Linked DNA regions of Sus scrofa: region 1 is linked to region 2. Evidence: chromatin contacts called from public targeted proximity ligation data. All regions are on one chromosome and are shown on one strand. The core of a region is the stretch at or near the end of the contact, and the rest is flanking DNA. Distances in the headings are between cores, read along the strand shown. Region 1 holds the start of OLFML3 (olfactomedin-like protein 3). Region 2 overlaps LOC110260342 (a long non-coding RNA gene).

The links.
Region 1: a contact with region 2 is called in a targeted proximity ligation map of alveolar macrophages. A contact is called at or near these places in 20 of 47 Hi-C or Micro-C datasets (adipose tissue, alveolar macrophages, embryonic fibroblasts and 11 more) and 1 of 2 datasets of targeted methods (alveolar macrophages).

What each region holds. Positions count from the first base shown.
Region 1 is chr4:106,569,828-106,572,527 of Sscrofa11.1, reverse strand. It overlaps OLFML3 (olfactomedin-like protein 3), which reads left to right and starts at 1,442. Exons shown (of 3, transcript XM_021090022.1): 1 at 1,442-2,700. It overlaps HIPK1 (homeodomain-interacting protein kinase 1), which reads left to right. Exons shown (of 16, transcript XM_021090012.1): 16 at 1-1,119. The region is part of intron 2 of LOC102157897 (a long non-coding RNA gene); the gene reads right to left.
Region 2 is chr4:106,304,999-106,307,698 of Sscrofa11.1, reverse strand. All of the region lies in intron 2 of LOC110260342 (a long non-coding RNA gene), which reads left to right. Among named protein-coding and RNA genes, the nearest start is that of SYT6, 110 kb to the left of the region's middle.

The DNA of each region.
Region 1 (2,700 bases), core at 193-2,692, 260 kb before region 2:
CTTACCAAGATAAAAACATCCACCCATGTCTGTGTATATGTGCTCAGTGTGGCTTTAGAGCCTGTCCCTGGGGCTTAACATTACTGGCCCTGACAGGATGGGGGAAGCCCCTGGAATTAAGTGAGCATCTGGCCCAGGTCACAGTGGCCTGACCTCAGATCAGCTTAAGGCTTTAGGTCCTCTCAGAATTTGTATTTCCAACTTCTCCCCTTCGGGGTGAGAGAGGAAGTGGGAAGGGTTAGGTACAGCCACTCTAGGCTCAGCAGGACACTAGATCATTCCAGAGTTTTCAGTCGCTTCCAGGAAGTGATACTACAGTCAGTGCTCAGCTAAAATCCCCAGGCCCAGGAATAACTCCACTTAAACAGTTGTGACCATCCATCGTCCTCCACTAGAGGGGCTGAGCTTGACTGCCTAGAGCCAGGCAAGCACAGTAGTGTGTGTTTTCTTCAGCATTATTATGCAAAACCCACTGGTTAGGGTGATTTATTTTAGGATAGGAAATGAAATTGCCTCTCAGTGACAGGAATGACCCAAGCCTGCTTCCTATTTCGATTTTTTTTTTTTTTAAACTGATGGATGGTGCAGCATGTCTACATGGTTGTTTGTTGCTAAACTTTATATAATGTGTGGTTTTGATTCAGCTTGAAAAATAATCTCACTACATGTAGCAGTACATTTTATGTACATTATATGTATTGTTAGTATTTCTGCTTTGAACCCTTGATATTGCAATGGAATTCCAACTTTATTAAATGTATTTGATATGCTAGTTATTGTGTGCGATTTAAACTTTTTTTGCTTTCTCCCTTTTCCGGTTGTGCGCTTCCTTTTACAACAAGCCTCTAGAAACAGTTTCTGAGAATTACTGAGCTTTGTTTGTAATGCAGATGTACTTAGGGAGTATGTAAAATAATCATTTTAACAAAGGAAATAGATATTTAAAATTTAATACTAACTATGGGAAAAGGGTCCATTGTGTAAAACATAGTTTATCTTTGGATTCAATGTTTGTCTTTAGTTTTACAAAGTAGCTTGTATTTTCAGTATTTTCTACATAATATGGTAAAATGTAGAGCAATTGCAATGCATCAATAAAATGGATAAATTTTCTGATTCAAGTGGCTCTCTTTGATTTCTGTTGTAAGTGTTCCAAAGGGTCGGTAATAGGCATCTTTGGAATGGCCAGGTCCATTGCATCTGAACCTCAGTAGAGTGTTAGAGGCAAATTCATTCTTCATACAGATCTCCACGCAGAAATGAATAGGGGTCGGTAGAGGACGCTTCCCAAGAATGGAGCGTCCAGGGCCCTAACTTAAGATCATCTGGATCTGGCCCTCTGAAAGAGGCACAGACTTCTCACACTGGTTGTAATTAAACTTTGCCTCCTAGCATGTTCCACCAGACATCTAAAGTAGCAGAATGAAAATAAGAATAACCACAAGAAGATACTATTTTTTTCCCAGAGGAGAAGGACATCTGATCAGATTTCTCTTGATTAAAGTGAGTAAAATTTCTCCTGATAAGGAATTAGAGCTTCATTCACTGCAGGTCTCTGAATAAATGCTGTGTTTGTTTGAATTCTTTTGATGCATGTGTTTTAGGACAAGGGTACCTTACGGTGGCCATTAATTCATTTTGGGCTGGCTCCTGCAGTCCTACTTTGGATATGGAAATGAGAAACATTTAGAAAGGCCCTTTGGGGCCATAACCAAGAGAAATGATCCATAATCTCTTCTCTCCTATTGGTAGGGAAGTCAGAATGCATTTATTTTGATTTAGACTCAACATGTTTTTCTGATTTTTTTCCCCCTAAATAGATGAGTGTAAAATTAATGTGAACTCACTCAACACTCCCCAAGTTTGGTAAGAGAATATGCATAGATGATTTCAGGCAAAGGAAGACTATATATAGAAAAGCTCTGCTGTCAGTCTCACGTCTAGATAATCAAGAATTAATTTACTCATTTCTCAATGACCTATTTTTGGGCTTTTTTTTATATAATTGTTTATTTCAATTACATTCTCTTAGGCTAAATCAGAGAGAGATTGAGATAGCCCTCATAAATAATTGAATAGCCCCATGGGGAAGGCTGCATTTTAATCATGAAAATCCCTGTAAATTCAATCTACTTGGCTTGCTTTGTGGAAAATTTTCCTCAAGAGGTGAAGTCTAAGCCTTGGTTTCCCTGTTAATCCTGAGATGACATCAGGTGCTTATTTAGCACAAGGTGGCGCCAATGAGCTCTAGAAGAGGTAGTACAGACGACCTCCAAGGCCTTTTTTCCCATCTCTTCCCCATAACCCTCATCACCCCTGCTTCCGGCTTCCACTAAAGGCAGAAAACAATTCACACTATTTTATTGCCGGTAAAGGAAGGAATTAATGAAGGATGTTTCTTCATTCAGCACTGGGAGCATTCTGAAACAGGAACAGAGTTTGCTGTTTTCTCTGGGGCCTCTGCCTCCTGCTGCTAGCATCTTTTCCTTGGTGACTGCCCAGAAGGCCTTTGCCCTGGGGTTTCCAATCTCCTTCCCTTCTTCTGGGGAGCCTACCAGCCCAGGCGGGAGGTGGTTAAGGCTTCTGGCTTCTCTGTAACAGGGCCATCTGTGTTTGATCAATCCAGGCGGAAGGGAGGGGGTGGCGGCCCGTAAGGAGACTGAAAGCATTCCAGAGTAGTGAGGGAGACTGGGAGATCCA
Region 2 (2,700 bases), core at 174-2,673:
CGTTATTTGTTGTGAAGTATGAAATGATTTTTCCAAAGGCTCACAGCACACTGGAAGCTTCTTCAGGGAGCACCAGCATGCAGATAGGGTTGTTTTAAAAATACAGCTTGAAAGCAAATAAGCAACAAGTCCTTGATCTCAAGTCCGCACAGACTAGCCTTCAGCTTCTGCCCATATAACAGAGAAGATTTATCTTAAAGGGCCAGGACGTCTCAAAGCAGGTCTCATTCCCCAATAGGAGCCTTCCATTTTTTTCATACACCTTTAGCAGTGAAAACATTTGTACCCCAACCCAATATAAGTACTATATTTCTTTATCTATAAACTATAGATTCGTGTACCTCTATTATTAGCTAGTATCTCAGGATTTAATATACACTTAGGGTGAGCTTATAATAAACACCAGCAGAGAAAAGGGTGCAGTCCTCTTGATAATTTCTAAATTTGTTTTTGCCAACTACTTGTCTGATCTGATTAGATGGTCCTCGTTTCTAACGTCATAATGTATCAGACAATGAGCAGATATCAGCTTAGGAACAATATGCCATTTTCTTATTGTTTGCTTGGATTTGTGTTATTCTCTTCAAGATGCTCTTTCTTTCTTTGCAGGGTTCTTAAGCCACTTCTCCATTTTGTGAAAGTTCATTTAGTTAAAACGAAATGGTGTAAATCAGCATATCCTCACAAATAGCACAAATGAGCTACAACACCCTGAGAACAAATGCGTGAAGGAAGGTACAACCATCAGCCTCTGTGTGTGTGTGTGTGTGTGTGTGTGCATGTGATACTCAGTGTGCCTCAGGATACCCCTTACAGTCACTGTGACATGGGACCAACAGACACACAGACCAAACAATCATGTAGGGGTCACTCTGTATATTAAATGTAATTAAAGCTTGACTCCTTTCTTATTTTTAGTTATTAGCACACATTCCAATATTTTCTTCCTGTACCCTTGATACATCACTTGGCACTTCCTAAGCTGCCCAGTCTCCACTCTGGGGTATCAGGGCCATGTCCTCCGAGATTCAGGCACCATCGAGGTCTACATCTGTGGGTACATTGGTGGGGTTTTGATCCCCCTCTGAGTCAGGTCACCATCAAACAGACTTCAAACCTTACATCAGCCTTCTCTGGAAAGGCCCTAGAAAGAAAGGAGGAGACACACAAGGCTTCCACCACCCCTCCCTCATGCGTAGTCACAAGACAACCACTAATCCGATTTCTGGGCATTGTAAATAGAGTGGTTATAGACTAATGGACTTCCCTGGAAAAGTCCACTCATAAGGCAAAAGAGGAAATTAACAAATAACCGTATGTGATTGAGGAAGGGGATATGGGAATTTTTTTTGAAGCTACTGTTCCTTTGCCCACAGGTCTTATGATGTGCTTATGCCTCATCCTACACCACAGCATGTATCACCGTGGGCTGCAATAGCTGTTTTTGCATTTGTCTCCTTTACAAGATTGTAGGTTCCTTGAGGCAAGACCAATACAGTTTTGCAGCTTCAGTGCCTTGCATGGTGCCTGGTTTAGTAGGTGCTCTATAGAAGTTTTTGAGGCTACACACTTGGGGATAATTATTAGAAGCTGTGAGGACCTAGAGAAGATACCAAAAGTAAAACACTTAGCACAGGGTAAGTATCTTATTTCTCAATAAGTATAAGTATCTTACTATCATGTAAGATAATTGCTTAATCGGTGAGCAATTTTATTAGGATATTTTTCAACAGTACTTTGTAAACTGCAAAACAGTACATTAGTTTATGGTTTTGAATTCTTCCATTTCCACTGTAGAAACTAATCTCCTGAGAAATATCAAGAGTCTCGAATGTGCCCAGGCCCCATTACCACTCTGGGGTACACAGTCATTTTTAATTAGGCTACATGTCTAATTATACCAAGTAAGGTATAAGATGTATAGTTTTATTCTCTCTACCCTTGCACCTGTGATTCTAGAATCAGCTTTGTAACAGCCTTCCTAGTTAGTTCATTTCATGCTGCTACATCTGCTACTGTTCCATAGAAGTAATCTAACCAGTGACCCATTATTCAACAGCTTGTGCCCCGAGACTACACTGCTTCAACGGTCCCTTTTGGTACATTCACTAAGCCTTTGGCTCCTTTCTCAGAACCCCCATTGCTTACCAGCAGTGATGAAAATTCCTTTCCATCCATCCGTTTATCCATCCATCCATTCTATAAATCATGTGTTTTCTCTTATGCCTATGACGTACCTGGCATTATTGTAGATAGGGGGTGTATAACAGCGAACAAAACAGGCACACGTGTCTGACCTCATGGAGCTTACGGTCTAAATATAATAAATAAGTAAAACATGTAAGATCAGACAGCAGTTAAGTGCTAAAGAAAAAAGTAAAGCAGACGTGGGGGACAGGGAGTGTGGCAGAGTTAGGGGGGCAGGTTGCATATGTTAAAAGGTGGTCGAGTGAAGTTTCACTGAGAAAGCAACACGTGTGTAAAAACCTGGAGGAGAGGATGGAGCCAGGGGGATCCTGGAAGAAGAGCTTGCCAGATGAAAGGACCAAAGCTGAAGACCTGAGACAGGAGGGTGTCTGTGACCAAGAGGAGGGAGCAGAGGGATGTATGGCAGGAAACAGTAGAAGAGCCCCGTCGGGCAGGGGCTGTAGGATCTGAACTTGTTTGCCTTATACTCTGAGTGAGACTCGAAGCCAGTGA